Linked DNA regions of Zea mays: region 2 is linked to region 1. A link is a contact called in public Hi-C data. All regions are on one chromosome and are shown on one strand. Each heading gives the region's core, a stretch centred on a gene start, on an enhancer-like site or on the middle of the called end of the contact. The rest is flanking DNA. Distances are from core to core; before and after follow the strand shown. Region 1 holds the start of LOC103643963. Region 2 holds the start of LOC100281671 (homeodomain protein JUBEL1).

What was found. Hi-C and Micro-C count contacts between places; a contact is called where the count stands out from the background.
Region 2: a contact with region 1 is called in a Hi-C map of tassel, with 5 times the contacts expected there. The contact joins the promoter of LOC100281671 here to the promoter of LOC103643963 in region 1. A contact is called at or near these places in 7 of 25 Hi-C or Micro-C datasets (bundle sheath, ear, endosperm and 3 more).

Annotation. Positions count from the first base shown.
Region 1 is chr1:279,398,305-279,406,162 of Zm-B73-REFERENCE-NAM-5.0, forward strand. It overlaps LOC103643963, which reads left to right and starts at 4,070. Exons shown (of 16, transcript XM_035964372.1): 1 at 4,070-4,561; 2 at 5,012-5,371; 3 at 5,459-5,599; 4 at 5,747-5,879; 5 at 5,976-6,089; 6 at 6,183-6,331; 7 at 6,891-6,983; 8 at 7,163-7,223; 9 at 7,356-7,688. The coding sequence starts at 4,499. LOC100275243 reads left to right here and starts at 160. Exons shown (of 3, transcript NM_001149377.1): 1 at 160-410; 2 at 506-552; 3 at 753-1,125. The coding sequence starts at 221. The coding sequence ends at 887. It overlaps TRNAV-CAC (transfer RNA valine (anticodon CAC)), which reads left to right and starts at 1,294; the gene lies at 1,294-1,367.
Region 2 is chr1:279,657,886-279,665,743 of Zm-B73-REFERENCE-NAM-5.0, forward strand. It overlaps LOC100281671 (homeodomain protein JUBEL1), which reads right to left and starts at 3,163. Exons shown (of 5, transcript NM_001154591.2): 1 at 2,809-3,163; 2 at 1,154-2,533. The coding sequence starts at 2,479.

The sequences.
Region 1 (7,858 bases), core at 2,820-5,319:
TAACATGTTTTAAGTTTTATTGTCTGGAGTCGAAAAAAATACAAATTTCTCCTCAGGCGCTGAAGACAGTCTCTCAGACTGTCTTTGTCACCACCCAGAAAAACCTGTGGCCTTGGTTCCTCTCATGACTTCCACATATCAAAGCAGCAGCTGCTAGCTAGCTAGCAATCTACTAGCGTCCAGCAGCACCATCCAACTGGCTCATCCGCAAGCGAACCCGATGGATCCAATCACAAGGCCGGCAGCTCCATCGTTCCATCGGCCAGCAGTCGCGACCGCGAAGCATCTCCATCAGGCCGCCGCCACCTTGGCTCGGAGGAATGGAGTCAGCAGGAGGTGCCTTCTGACGCTGCTGATGTCCACTGCGGCCATACCTGGCGGCAGCGAATCGAGGAAGGCTCTACTGCAAGGTGAGCGGGAAACTGATCAGACCTTTCCTGGGCTTGAGGAATTGGTATTCGTGGTTCCTTTGCATGTAAACTAATGCGGGTCCGCGTGCGCACAGAGTATCTGAAGAAATCGAAGGAGAACAAGGAAAAGAACGACAAGGAGGTAACTGGAGACTCTTTTCCCGTGGTTTAATAGTGCCCTATCGTTGCCAGTCGATTGAGGGGTAAGAATGGGTGGAGTGAACTAACCATCCCACAAACATGGACACTTTTAAGAGAGGCTTGATTACGTATTTAAGCGAACGATATACATTGAAGGACTGAAAACACGGCACTGATCATGTTGATATGCTCATGTTCCAGAGGCTGGATGACTACAACAAGAGGAACTACAGGGACTACTTCGGGCTCATCGAGGGCCAGGTCAGAGAGAAGACGGAAGAGGAGCGCACGGAGTCGGAGAAACGGATCCTCGAGTGGCTCGACAAGAACAGGTAGTCTAATGAGCAGGATCGAATGGTCGATCATGGAGGGCCGGCCGGTCGCACGGGGTGAAAATTCTCGCAGGATTCTTCGTGTTCCCGCTCTAGCTATGGCACGCTTTGTGTAAACAAGTACTCCGTATATGATTGACTGAGCGTACTACGTCGTGTTTGTTTTCCTGTTACAGCGAGAGCGAGCGAGGAAACATGTTATCTCGTTCGCAACATAAACAAAGATTAGAAAATTTCAAATACACGATGCCTGACTTTCTGTTCACAGACAGAAAACAAAACACAACCTGAAGATTCACTACAAGTTAATCTCCGCACGGAGAGTCAATGTGCAATGCATGTACGGTGAATTGCAAAATCTGATGTAGACTATCATATAAAATATAATTTGTTATTACAATTAACAGGATGTCTGGGTGGTGTAGTTGGTTATCACGTTAGTCTCACACACTAAAGGTCCCCAGTTCGAACCTGGGCTCAGACAATTATTTTGTGAAAAAAGAGAAAGATCTCTTTTTTGTGCGTTCATTTGTTATACTCTGCACTCCCATATTTTGCTGGTTTCTTCATTGATTTTATAAACAAATACTCTCAGACACCAGACTAATGCAATTCATTTATGCGGGAAACAATCAAACAAGTACCCTTGCCCTTCCGGCTGATTCAGTCACAACAGCAGCAGACAGCCTATGGAAGTTCTTAAACAAGTATCGGTTGCTTCTTCAACCTTGCTATGTTACTCAGACATCAGACGGTGCATTTTTTTTTTTTGCGGAAAAGAAGTATCAACTATCCTTTCCCTTCCGGCTGAACCAAAGGCCTAGGAATTCTGGCCACAACTCGAAACAGCAACAGCAAGCAGCGTATTGTAGCTGATCGGTTGACCAAAAACCCAAATAAACACGCGACAGCCTGTAGCTGCAGTTATAGATGTACAGCAAACTCAAGACCGATCCGAAGCATGTTTTTTCATCCAAGTCCGACCTATTTAGCTCGGACTGACCCGACACGACGGGTCGAACTCGGACAGAGAATCAAACAAGTCGTGCTAGCCTGGCAGTCTAGCACGAGCTATTTAGCACTTGACCTTTTTTTACTGAACCGTGCTTTTCGGCACGCTTTTTTCGTGCTTATGGGCTAGTCCAGTCCAACCCATTTAACTTCATAGCGTGTCGGACCCACGGACCTATCAGGTATAGCTCCGTTTTCTAACCGTTTCTAGTGGGTCAGACCCAAATCGGGCAGACCGGACGGCCTGTTTGAACATCACCTGCTGCATTCCTGCTTGATGATCCAGCCAAATGTCTCCAACCAGGGCGTCACGCATCAGACCACGGTATCCACCGGTTGGCCCTGGCCGGCCTAGCTGCAACGCCTCTTTGACTTGCGCGGCCGTGCGCGTGCTAGCATAACTTTTTTTTTTGTCGACCGCACGTCCGCACTAATCAATTAATCTTAATCGAACTTCAAACCCCACAGGGCGCAGCCACACGGACCCACGTGGCCGGATAAGGTTGTGCAGTGGGCCACGTGAGCACAGCAGCACCGATCCAGATTCCATTCCTGCCGTTTTCACCGCACTCGCGACGCGCGGATCACCCGCAAAGTGGTGAAAAATCGCGGCAGCCGCTTTGGTCGGGTTGGAGTTGGACCACGCATAATGCCTCCACTCCACTCTGTCCAGCTGCTCCTCTGATCCTATCGAGGCCGGCGACATTTGGCAGCGGCCGGCTTGACCAGCGGAGGCGCGGAGTGGTTGCGTTAGATTAGGCGTGGTTAGGTTAGGTGGCCCGCAACGGTGATGCAAACGCACCCGTTCCCCAACCATCTGCCAGCCCCCGTCACGTCACGCCCATTCCCAGCTAGTGCTCCGCATCGTCCACCCGTTTCTGTTCGAGGGTGACGGTGGAAACTGGCCGATCGCCGACAGGGTGCCCCGTCGCGGCGGCGATGAAACGCGAACGTGACGTGGCGTCATCGCTCCTCTAACGGAACGTGCGGTGCATCATTCTTTCTGGGCAGGGCAGAGGAGAGAAAAACCCCAAGCTAAGCTCGTTCTCGTACACCGGTACGGGCAACGGTTGATTACGAACTACCTTACGTACTCCGCTGCAAGTTCTCAGACCTTGCGTAAAACTAGTGGGTGTGCCTAGTTGCTTTAATTAGTTTCTTCTTCAGAAACAGTCGGTCTATGTGTATGAACAATGAATTGCAACATGAGTTTCTTTTTTTTGCAGGAACAGAACATTACGGCTTCCCTTTCGTGCTGCTTTCATCCATCTTTGTAAAGACAAGGAAGTCAGGAGGCCACCCAACAGAATCTGCCGAACAAGATCGCAAAAGTTCAAGGGAGCCGAGGCCTGAGTAGGGATGGCAACGGGGAATTCCCCGTCGGGTTTTAGCTCCCCATCCCCGTCCCCGCGACGAAAATTTTTCCCCGCGGGGATCCCCACGAACGTTTGCGGGGGACATTTCTTCCCCATCCCCATTACCCGCGGGGATAAATCCCCATCGGGGATCCCCGTACCCGCTTAAATTATAATTAGATCGTACTTCATTTATTATTAATGTAAAACATTGTCACTTATACACATTGTTAGATGTAAAAATCATTATGTGTACATTAAAATGAACGCATTTGTACAACTAGTGATCTTTTGTCAAGATAATTATTTATTTCTATTATTAACTATTATATAAAAACATTGTCATATGTAAGTTTAACGGGTCCCCGCGGGGAACGGGGATTCCCCATCCCCGTCCCCATTTACCCGTCGGGGGAGAAAATTTCCCCATTTACATCCCCGTGGGGGAAGAAATTTTCCCATCCCCGTCCCCTAATAGAGGAATTCCCCGCGGGGAATCGGGGATCGGGTCCCCATTGCCATCTCTAGGCCTGAGGCTTCGTGCTGCCAGTTGCCCACTCCCCGCAACGGTACAAAAAAAAAACCATACGGCTCCGCGTCTCCGCCCGAAACCCCGTCCGTGCGCGTGCGGTGCGGCGCCCCCCAACTGCCAGTGCCAGGGCTGGCAACCCGGTGGTGAACCTCAGCTGCACAGCGAGAGGGAGGAGAGGTTAGCAAAGAAAACAGGAATACTAGTACGTAATTAAGTTAAATGCTGAAATTCCTTTTTCCCGTTTTACTCGGTCTTAATAATAAAATCTCGGCTCTGTCTGCCTGCCCTTCTCTCCTCCTCAGTGCCCCCCCTTCTGCTCTAGCCTTCACGACTAAATCCACCACCACTCCCGCACACCTCACCTGCCCGCGTCGCCTCCTCCCCTGTCCTCCGCGCGCGTTGGGCGGGCAGCCAGCTCCCCCACCAAACCCTAATCACTCCGGCGCCGCGCCGCGCCGCGCGGCCCTGCCTCGATCCGCTCCAGCGGCCGCCCGCCGAGGCGGCTGTGCGGTGGTTGCGCTTGCGCTTACGCGCGCAGGTCCCCGTGGGTCTCTGCGCGCAGCGGGACCCGTCCACGGCGGCGAGGCGCGGGCTTCAAGGCGGGCGCAGGCGGAGGGGCGGAATTGCTCGGGCGATGACACGGAGGCTCGCGGCCGCGGCGTCGCGTCCGAGGCCGTGAATGGGAGTGGCGGGGCGCTGCGGGCGGCGGCTGCGTACATGGAGGCCGGGGCACCGCCCCGCGGCTGGCGCTGTGGGGTGCTCTGGCTCGTCAGCGTCGAGGTGAGCCCACTGCCTTCGATCCGGTACGGGTTTTGGCGGGCGGGCGGTGGGAGCTGAGTACAGATTCGGGGCGGAGTGGTCGGGAAAGTTCGGGGGGCTCAGCGTGCTCTCAGCGGATTTGGTATAGGCTGATGCGGGCATCGTGTTTGGAGGTTGATTTCAGATATTTGGCTTCCCTGCTGCGCGTAGGGTTTTACTGTTTCTCTGCGCACTTTTGGGGCAACAAATATTTGTCTGTCTCTCGGAGCTATTTTTGGATGCTTGGGGCGCGACCAAATTTAGGTACACCTAGGGTTTTATCATTTATATGTGGATTGCTTGACGTTTGCTCTCTCTTTCGTGAACATTTGGGCTTCTTATAACTTGCGTTCAAGTACCATTGTAAGGAGGAACCGTGCTTTTTGTATTGATCCCGACGATTTTTCTTTCAATTCTTTTCTCGTGTTGCAGATTGTGTTGGTTCTAGTCTGCACTCGCGGAGCTGGTGCGGATTCTGGTGAAAGCAAAGGATCGTTTCTGCAAGACTCTGAAGCTGGAGAAAAGGATGTCTACCTTAGCCACTCCTGCATCCACGACGAGATACTACATCAACGGCGACGAGCTGGGAGGAAGGAGTACTCTGTCATGCCACAAGTGTACCATGAGTCTCGGGAGGATGCGGAGCGTGTAAGAGGACGACACTTGTTGGGCATGTCATCTTGGCGTGCTCCGCACGAGAATGCCAGGAAGCCAATACGAATATACCTCAATTATGATGCCGTCGGGCATTCGCCCGACCGTGATTGTAAAAATGTTGGCGACATCGTGAAGGTCAGTTTGTCACATTAGCTTTTCTCATTGCACCACCAGCTATTTTATCTGTGTAGTAGAATTGAAACTGTTGTTTCTATTTGGTAGCTTGGCGAACCTCCTGTATCATCAGCACCAGGAACACCTATATGCGATCCTCATGGTGATCCACCACTGGTGGGAGACTGCTGGTACAATTGCACCCTTGAGGACATAGCTGGGAAAGACAAGAGGCAACGTCTCCGTAAGGTGCAGTTCTCATGCTTTTGTTGTCTCTCTGAAGGTTCAGTTCAAATGCATACCGAACACTCTGGACTGGTATAGAAGCTGTATCATCCATATCCCCATTTCCATATTTTTCTGACTTCTGTTTTGTTGTTGAGAATCATTTAACAGGCACTGGGGCAAACAGTAGAGTGGTTTAGAAAAGCTCTAGCTGTTGAACCTGTCAAGGGGAACCTACGGCTCAGTGGGTACTCAGCTTGTGGTCAGGATGGAGGTGTACAACTACCTCATGCGTATGTTGAAGGTAATTTTCAGTTTTAATGAATCAGTTTAGCAATCTTGCATTCTTGCCTGCTAATTGCCTGACTATGTTTTCATGTGAATCTCTCCTCAATTGCAGATGGTGTTGCTAATGCTGATTTAGTCCTCTTAGTAACAACTAGACCAACAACAGGTAACACCCTTGCATGGGCTGTGGCCTGTGAACGTGACCAGTGGGGTCGGGCCATTGCAGGTTTGTGAACCAACTCAATTAAGTACAGACATCCACATGCCAGGGGTTTCTAGTGTTGTTCTGACCCTACATGTATTCTTTTTCTGCTTTTAGGACATGTTAATGTGGCCCCTCGTCATTTGACAGCTGAAGCTGAAACATTACTTTCAGCTACTCTAATACACGAGGTTATGCATGTTCTAGGGTTTGATCCTCATGCCTTCACACATTTTCGTGATGAAAGGAAAAGGAGACGTGGTCAGGTACTCAACAATGTATTTCCCACTTCAGTATTGTGATATATTTTCTTTTGCTTAAAATAGACCCTAATGCTCAAAATGTCAGTGCATTACCTTATTTAAATTTGGGTTGCACTTCGACCTGCTTTTAATGTTTCTATGACTAAAGCGCTAGAAATTCGATGGGTGATGTCAACTTTGCTGGTTTATGGAATAATCGCTTTGGCAATTACCACTATATGGTGGTAATACAAGGGCAGTTAAGCGGATAATCCTAAAAAATGGTTAGATATAATTTAGGTTGCAGGTGCTTATAAGTTGGAGTCTTGGGAGTTACGTGTAGACCTCATCGGTCTGCTGTAAGCTTTGTCACATCACATGTTGGGCAACCAGCTCACGATGACATTTATGTTAAAATGTATGCCAGCAACTCAATGATTGCTGAAGAATTTGAGAACATGACCTCCATACTTGTGTGTGAATATGTACTGGACAAAAAGAATAAAATTCCACACAGTGTGGCATGCTTAGCTTAACAACCAATATTCTTCTCTAATCTATGTTTATCTATTTGTTCCTTCAGGTTACTGCTCAAAGTTTGGATAAAAAGCTTGGAAGAATGGTTACTCGTGTTGTCCTACCACGAGTTGTCATGCACGCGAGACATCATTATGGAGTAAGTTCTAACTAAAGATGTGGAAAAAGTTAATTGAGTCATTGGCGACAGTTATTTATTTTCATGCTCTTTACTTAGAAAACCCCTTCATATAAACTAACCAATTTGTTTTCATGCTCTTTACTTAGAAAATCACTTCATATAAACTAACCGGTTTTTGTCTTGTACTCTTGTGCTAGGCATTTTCCCAAAACTTCACTGGGTTAGAATTGGAAGACGGGGGAGGCCGGGGCACCTCAGGTAGATAACATGCACCCTTTATGGTCTTAATTTTTATTTTTCTTTCTTTCCTTTTTTCATTTGCTGTTATATGTATGCATCATGCAAGTTTCCAAACACATTCATTTGTTTTGATGTTTGATATACTATTAGGTTCACATTGGGAGAAGAGGCTCTTAATGAATGAGATCATGACTGGGTCAGTGGATACGAGATCTGTGGTTTCAAGAATGACTTTAGCATTACTGGAGGACAGTGGATGGTATCAAGCTAATTACAGCATGGCTGAACATTTAGATTGGGGTCAGAATCAGGGAACAGAGTTTGTTATATCTCCTTGCAACTCATGGAAAGGGGCATACCATTGCAATACAACTCAATTATCAGGATGCACATATAATAGGGAGGCAGAAGGTTACTGCCCTATAGTAAACTATAGTGGGGACTTGCCCAAGTGGGCTCAATATTTTCCCCAAGCCAATAAAGGTATGCCCAAATGTAGCATAAATTATTATGTTTATGACATTAAACAGGATGCTGAATTATATTAAATGAAAACTTTAAAAATATTTAACTTCTTTTTTAAAATTCTATTAGTTACACTCCTTTGAGTTCTTTCTAGTTTAATTAAAGCAGATGCCATAGAATACAAATAC
Region 2 (7,858 bases), core at 1,913-4,412, 260 kb after region 1:
CAGTGTGACCAGCTGCTGCTGCATGCATGTGGATGTGGCCAAGCTCCATCCAGCTGCCGCGGGCGCGCGCGCGCGCGGTGGTCACTGAGAGCGAGCGACGCGAGCTATAGCTCCCTCTCCCACCTCCCCTCTCTCGATCCCGGCCCAATCATGCATGTACGCAGCTAGCTAGCTATAGCAACGACGGGTTCGTTGTAACACTAGCTCTCGTACTTGCTTCCCTGCAGTGCCAATTGTAGCAGTGCCGACCGAGAAGACCGTAATAAGCTACTGCTAGCTAGCTGTGTTAGCTGATGCTGCTGGCATTGATCTTGCATGATTGCAGCAGCAGCCTGCACACCAACCACCGGTGCATGCATGTATATTTATATGAGTTTACAGATTTTTATTTATTTATACCTTCTAGTCGAACCAAATGCTTACGAAATCGAAATTAGGTAGTAGTGACGACTCCGCCCGCCGCGCATAAACAATTACCAGCAGCTAGTAACATCAGCCTCCCGTACTTCTTTCCCCTTTGCGCGTGGGGGGGGGGGGGGGGGATACGGAGAGAGAAGAGGCAGGCGGACGGACCGATTGGCGCATAAAGAAAATGGGAGGGGAGGCGATGAATGCATCAGCCAGCCGCACCAACAACCGCACAAAAAGGAAACCGAGCCATATGGGATGGGATCGATGTTACTATGATTAGAAGATTCATATCCCTCTTGGAGTTTGTGTGGTGTGGCGGCGGCTCCTGCTGCAGCGCCGCATCCTTGCATGCCATTGGCGGCCACCTGCCACCTCCGGCAGGAAAGAATGACTTGTGGCAGTAAAAAAAATAAAAAAAAACAAGATCTCCCCTCTCTCTCCTCTCTCGTACCACCAGCTAGTAGCTGCTGCTTCTGCTGGATCATCGGTTGTAGTACTGTACTGCTACGTACGTACCGGCTCTGCACACCTACCGCCGCGGCCGCAACTACCTTAACTAGCGCCGCGCGCCTCCGTGGCCACGATCGAGCGTCGTCGTCGGCCGGAGCTTATTAGCTATGGCGTCAGCAAACCCATGCACCTAGCTATATGCATGCAAGCTAGATAGACGATGAAGCAGAAAGGAGGGGAACGGATGGAGTCCGCGTGTGTGTGTGTGTGGATGATGAGACAGTGGACGTGCCTCGTCGAGCATGGAGATGAGCTTGGCCTTCTTGCGCTGCTGCTCGAACCGGTCGGCGGGGGACAGCTGCGGGGGCTCCTTGTTGGGCGCGGACGACGGGGACTGCGCGGCGGCGCCGGAGCTGGAGGCGCCGCCCTTGTTGCCCGGGTTGTTGTTAGGGTTAGACGCCGAGGCCCCTCGCCCGCCGCCCTTGATCTGCCCGCGCCCGACGCTGCAGAACTCCTCGAGGAGCTCCTGCGCCGCGCGGGTGTACTTGGAGTTGCGCAGCACGCCCGCGACGCCGGCGGGGCCGTAGCCGACGTGCAGCTGCTGCCCCAGCGCGCCGACCTGGCCGTGCAATGCCATCGGCAGCTGCTGCTGCTGCTGCTGCTGCTGGCGGTTGAAGTAGAGCACGCCGTCCCGGACCCTCAGCTCCTCGGCCTGCTTCGCCATCTCCAGCTGCTGCAGCGACGGCGACAGCGACAGGGACAGCCCCTGGCCTTCCACGACGCCGGTCCCGGCGCCGCCGCCAAACGGGGCCCCGGCGTTTCCGAACGCCTGGAACGCCGCCTCGTGGTGCTGGACCTGGACGTCCGACGGCGACGGCGGCGACGATCTGGACTGCTGCTGCTGCTGCGGGTTCATCAGGAAGAGCTGCATCGCGGCGGCCGGGTCGGTGGCCAGCCCAGCCATGCTGCCCTGCTGCTTCGGGGACGACGTTTCACCTAACGACCCCATGTTGGCCCCACCACCGAGGACCAAGCCAGCAGCACGACCCGCCGCGCCGGCCCCGACGAACCAACCGCCGTCGCCGGACAAGCCAGCCACCACCCCTCCGGGCCCCTGCTGCTGCTGCTGCCGTAGCCCCCCGAAGCGGTAGTTGGCGCCCATCTGGCTGGCCAGCAGCTCGGTGGCGGAGGGCCCCGACGGCGGCGCGGGGAAGTTGAACATCTCGGAGAGCATGTTGGAGGCCCCAGCTGCGGCCGCCGCGTGCTCGTACATGGACCCGGGCCCGCCATGCTCGTCGCCCTCGATGGGGAGCAGGCCGTGGCCGCCGCCGGCGGCCGGGTCGAACCCCTGCACCCTCAGCTTGTCGCGGCGGCTCTGCTGCGCCACGTGCTGCTGCTGCTGATGATGGTCCTGGTGGCCGGAGTCGTCCGGGCGGTCGAAGCCATCCGAGGAGTAGCCGTAGACGCCGGCGCTGCCCTGGTGGAATCCCTGCGAGTGGGACATAGAAGCCGCGGTAGCCGCCCTGGTGGCGGCGGCGGCGGAGATCGCTGCGATGTTGATCTTGGTGCGTTGGCTCACGTACGTGGTGGTCTCGTACGGTGGCGCCGCTACGCCCATGCCGGCGGCGCCACTGTCATCATCATCGGCGGGATCCCGGCCACGACCTCCTTCCTGCGAAGCTCATGAGCAGCAGCAGCACCATCGTAATAAGCACCGGCCAGGCGGGGAAAACGAATATAGAATCCAAATTAAGAAGACGATGAACCGAATTGCACTCTCCCAAAGCAAAGAAATCGAAAAATAAAGGAACTCTCCAACTAGCTAGCTTTGCATGTATACGAAGAAACAAAAAAGAACCGATCGATCGACCGGGCAACCAAAGCTGAACGAAGGAACGAAGCATGCAGGATAGTGAGGAGGAGCTAGCTCCCGGCGCTGCTGCTTACCTTAGCCTAAGAGGAACTAGCTACCACATCGTTATCTGGGTGCGGGAGTAGTGAAAGGCCTGCCTCCGAGTCCAGCCGCTCCTCTCCATCTCTGTCTCTCTCTCCTTGTCTCCCGAAATTTCTTTATCCCTCAATCCCTCTCCTCCCTCCTGTGCTGCGTGCGTGTGACTAACTATATATTTTTTTTGCCCCCTCCCCTCCTTGTCCGGTCGGGTCGGGCGGCGGCCGAGCACGCAGACGCAGCCTTGTGCGATCGATCGCCTTCCGATTCCGAGAGAGGGGGACGGCGAGGAGCGCGACGACGCGCAAAGGGGAGGGCGAGGCAAGCAGCTGGCTCTAGCTAGGCTATAGTAGTAGCGCGTAGGGCGGGTGGCCGGTTGGTATATAAAAAAACCGAGCTCCTTTTCCCCTCCCTAGCTCTCCTCCTGCCGCCGTGACTGCTGCTGCAGATATTGGAGTTGGACGGGGGCGTGCTCAGTCCAGAGGGGGGGAGGAGGAAAGGAAGACGTCGCTGTCCCTGGCCTCGCTAGCTCTCCCTCTCCATTCCTCCTTTGGGGATCCCTCTTTTTTCTTTTATGCCCTCGCTTGTACCGCGTTTAATAATCGGGCGTCGTTGTTGTGTTGTGGTTAAGTTATTGTTGCTGGTGCTGGTGATGTCGTACGCTTGTTTTCATTTGTCCCCCCCACCCATCCACTCTAGCTCTCTCTCTCCTTTTCATGGCTCTTTTGTTTTCTATCCTCGAATGACTTTACAGCTGATTTTTAGCAAGAGACTAGCTGCAGCTAGCCGCTATATATGGGTACTTCTCAACATGCAACAATTCGAGCGAGCGCCTAGCTAGTACATGTACACACACCGTACCGGCAGCCGACCAACTATCTCGCTCCCCTCGCTCGCTGTGCGAGCTAGATACAAGGTGGAATGGAAGATGATGTTGATCATGTCGAGTATTATCCAGCAGGGAGGCAGAGGGGAGGAAAAAAACAGATGGAAAGCAAGTAAAGGGGGCAGGGTCGTCTGATGGGAAAAGAAAGCGATGAGGAGGCGTCCCTCTCTGCGTCTTTCCATCTTTTCTTTTTCATTTCGAAATTGACCAGCACTCGGGGACGCCCCTGCAGCCGAGGCGCGCGAGGAGGAAATAATCCACCCCGGCAGATCAAATTATCTTTTTTTTATGCAAAAAATATATAAAAAAGATAAGCAAAACTTTCCGTGTGCTATGCTAGCTAGCTCCTCCGATCCAACCAACGCCATATGTTTACGTCCTCGCCTTTATTGCGAAACCGAGAAAATGATAAAAAAAAATCTCGGCCCGGCCGGTGGTGGGTGCGACGAATCTCCTATGCTTTATTTTTTTCCCCGCCTGCTTTCTGATGAAACATTTAATTAAATGGAGAAAGGAAAACGAAAGCGGGATTGCTGTTGCGCTTGCGCCGCTGCAGATTCGTCTCAACCACGCGGGCGCGCGTGCGGCTGTGGTGTGCGAGAGCGTCGCTAAGGGTCTGTTTGGTTGGGCTGTGGCTGTGAAAAAAGTTGCTGTGGGCTGTGAGCTGTGGAAAAAGCTGCTGTAGGCTGTAAGTTGTTAAAAAGCTAAAAACCGTTTGATGGAAACCACTAAAAGTCGTTAAAAATTCTTCGATATATGTTTTCATAGTTCCATCCGAAAAGCCACTAAAAGCAGGTCCAGAGGTGCTTTCAGATTTGCACTACGAGAAAGTCGGCTTTTAGAAAAAGCTGCTTCCTGGATCCAGCCCTTTGGTTGGCTTTTGGTTTTTAGAGAAACAAAAGCCAAAGCCAAAAGTCAAACCAAACACACCCTAAACCTGACGACGCTACTACTGCGCGCGTGTGTGCTGTGCAGGCCTAATCAATCCGTCCCCAACCGCTAATAATCCAACCGGCCGGCTTCGCCCTTTTTTATTAATTTTTTCCTTGCTGATGATCCTGGCCGTACGTTGACCTGCTCGGCGTTCGGCACGTCCAGGCCCTTTTTCTAGGCTTTCTTGCTGTAGCGTTTAGCGCGCAGTGATGGTGGGGTTTTAAGAGAGGCGGTTGAGGGGATAGATAGCTCGGTGCATGCGTCGCGCGCGTTTCTCCGGCCATGCGGGCAGTCTGCATGGTCGTCTTGACTTTTCTGTCTAATCCGCCTGAGCTAGCGGGGTCGGAAGAGAGACAGATGATGAGGAGGAGAGGATGAGGCCGGCGCCGGTGATCGAGCTAGCCTCAGCCGCGGCGCCGCACCACCGTACAGGATCGGAGTACAGACGCGCCAGAGAGCTAGCTCTTGTTAGCTTCGAGCGTGCTAGCTGTACGTGCGAGTGACGCTCTTTTTTTTTGGGGGGGTTAAATTCGGTCGTCTCCATCTTTATCGTCGGCGAGCCGGGGCCGTCGGACGGGGATCGGGCGGTGGGCGGAGCGGTGGTCCAGGCGCGCGATAGCGGCCACGGGCGGGGCTTGTCGGCCGCTGGGAGCGGAGCGGTGCGGAGGGGAGGGGGATTGCCGTCTCGATCAATTATTGGGCCCTTGTGATTTGGACTCGGCACCAACTCAATCCTAGTCTCACACAGTGATCATGTGTTATCTAACTGTGGGCCCCCCGCGCGCGGGAAAAAAAAGGTGCTTGGCTTCAGGCTATACGTACGTACCGACAGCACTCGAGAGCAAGCCATTCATGAACTACTCTCCTCCGAATCGGCGTACTATCATTTCCAAGTCTTAAACGACCATATATTTATTATTCTGCCATGCAATTCTTCTTCTTAGACTTCCGTTTGGTTTTTTTATTCAACGACTAAAGTTTAATTAAGAGATTAAGACCCCGTTTGATTCTTTTAGTTCAACGACTAAAATTTAGTTAGAAGGCTAAAGTTTAGTCTCTACCCTATTTTGATTCCAGAACTAAAACTATTTAAAACAAATTAAATAAATCATAAGAGGATTCAAATACCCCTTGGCAATTGGTGCTCCGCTTCTGGCTCCTCTTGGACGCTCCCCGTCGTCTTCACTATCGAGCTTCTAGCCAAAATGTCGTAGGCCTCGTTCCCTTTGGTACATGGTGGCGGTCGTGTCACAAACGCGGTTGACAAGGTCTCGCAAGACTTTTGTCCCACTTGGTACAATATTACAATGGCTCGCGCAAGTGCCGAGGGGTTTTGTGGGTTTTTTTAAACTCACTCAACTAACTAGGAACAACCTAGAGCTAGCACAATAGCGATCTAACTACCGTAAGCACATCGCAAAAGCACTTATACTGATCACCCGATGAATCTCTTTTGCATTTGTGTGTTGAATCTCTTAGAAATGTGCCTCTATGCTTGAGATATGTTTCTTGTGCTCCACACAATCCAAATGGCCGATTGGATGGGTATAAATAGCCTCCCCCTCAAATAGAGCCATTGGACTGAAAGTAGCAGTTTCTGTCGTTGGGCGCACTGGACAGTCTGTTACACACCGGACATGTCCGATGTCCTAGCCACGTCATCCAAGGATTGAGAAAGCTGTTGCAGATGACCGTTGTCCTGCTGTCAGCCTTACTTTGGATAGTACGGTGGTTCACCGGACAGTCTGGTGGCTCTCCTCCGTAGTGCCTCCTGGAACTAGCTGTTGTGCTCCTATTGCCTGGTGCACAGAACAGTCCAGTTGTAGGGACCAGACAGTCTGGTGAGCCTCCACTGCATCTCCGGTGCACAAGCTAACAACCCTTCTCAATTTTCTTCACTTCTTTTGATTGGGATTCTTTTGGACTTGTGCTTGATATTTATTGATCCTTAGAGCCTCAGTCCAATCCACTTCGCATACTGGGAACTATAACTTTATGTAGGAGCTGGAACATGGAGCCATCCAAACACCCCTTATTACCGTACTTGTGTTGCGTCGGATCACAATTTTTTAGACTAAGTTTTAGTAATATATTGATCCATGTTCCACACAGTAAGGCTAGTCCCATGGATACTGTTAGATGTAAGGTAGGATTATGACATTGAATTTAATAAAGAGCTGTATATATAAAAAAGTTGTATAATCCTAAAGATATAATTTGGACACGTCTTCCAAAGTTAGACAATTGTGCAGAATCCTTAGATACACGCATTATATTGTGATCATTACGGGTAATGAATCACGATCTAAATATTTCTTCACGATTCGTTTTTGAGCCTTTAATTAATTTTAGTTCCAAAATAAATAGAAATAGAGCCATGCAAATACGTTCTGATTCTTAATTTTTAGAGTATAAAAGGTAGAGTCTATTACCGTAATTGGCTAATTGTGATAGAACATATACAATAATCAATTGTTTAGTGGCTCCTAAGGGTATTTTCAACCCATTGTTTCTTATCACGATATACAAAGCTGCCACATCATATGTTGCTATAGAAGATATTGTTGTTACAATATATAGTATCATGTGTTGTTTTATAGTCCCCACAAGACAATTAAATGCTACACTACCGGAAAACGGATCTTTGTCGAGTGCCAAGTGATCTACCGAGGCACTCGACAAAAAAACTCTTTGTCGAGTACCAAACAAAAAACGCTTCGCAAAAAAACACTCGGGCAAAGAGCTTATTTGCCGAATGTTTTTTCGATACTAGGCAAAACAAGTTTTAAATCACATTTCGAAGCAGTAAATTAATTCAAATGGGAAACATTTACAACTACAAAGTTGTATAACTCATCAAAATGTACGAATGTTGTTTTGCTCATTTCTTCATATGACAAAATAAAAGTAAACTTGTTTCACAAAACTTATATCTCTCTCTATAGTTTATGAAACTACAAGATGATGTATATGATTTCCGAACAATGTTAGAACCACCATGTTGGATGAACAAATGAGCAAACAACCAAAATAAACTTTGTAGAGATTAAGAGGTTATAGAATTTTGTACTTGGCAACTTTTGGATTTGAGTCATCTTGTCAACGAAAACAATGTCTGAATTCAACAAAATTTAAATTCAATTTTTTTTCAAACAACCTCGGGTGGAAACCGACCAATATGGTACTTGTGGGTCTTGCAAAGTTTTGAAACTTTGTAGCTAACAACCTTT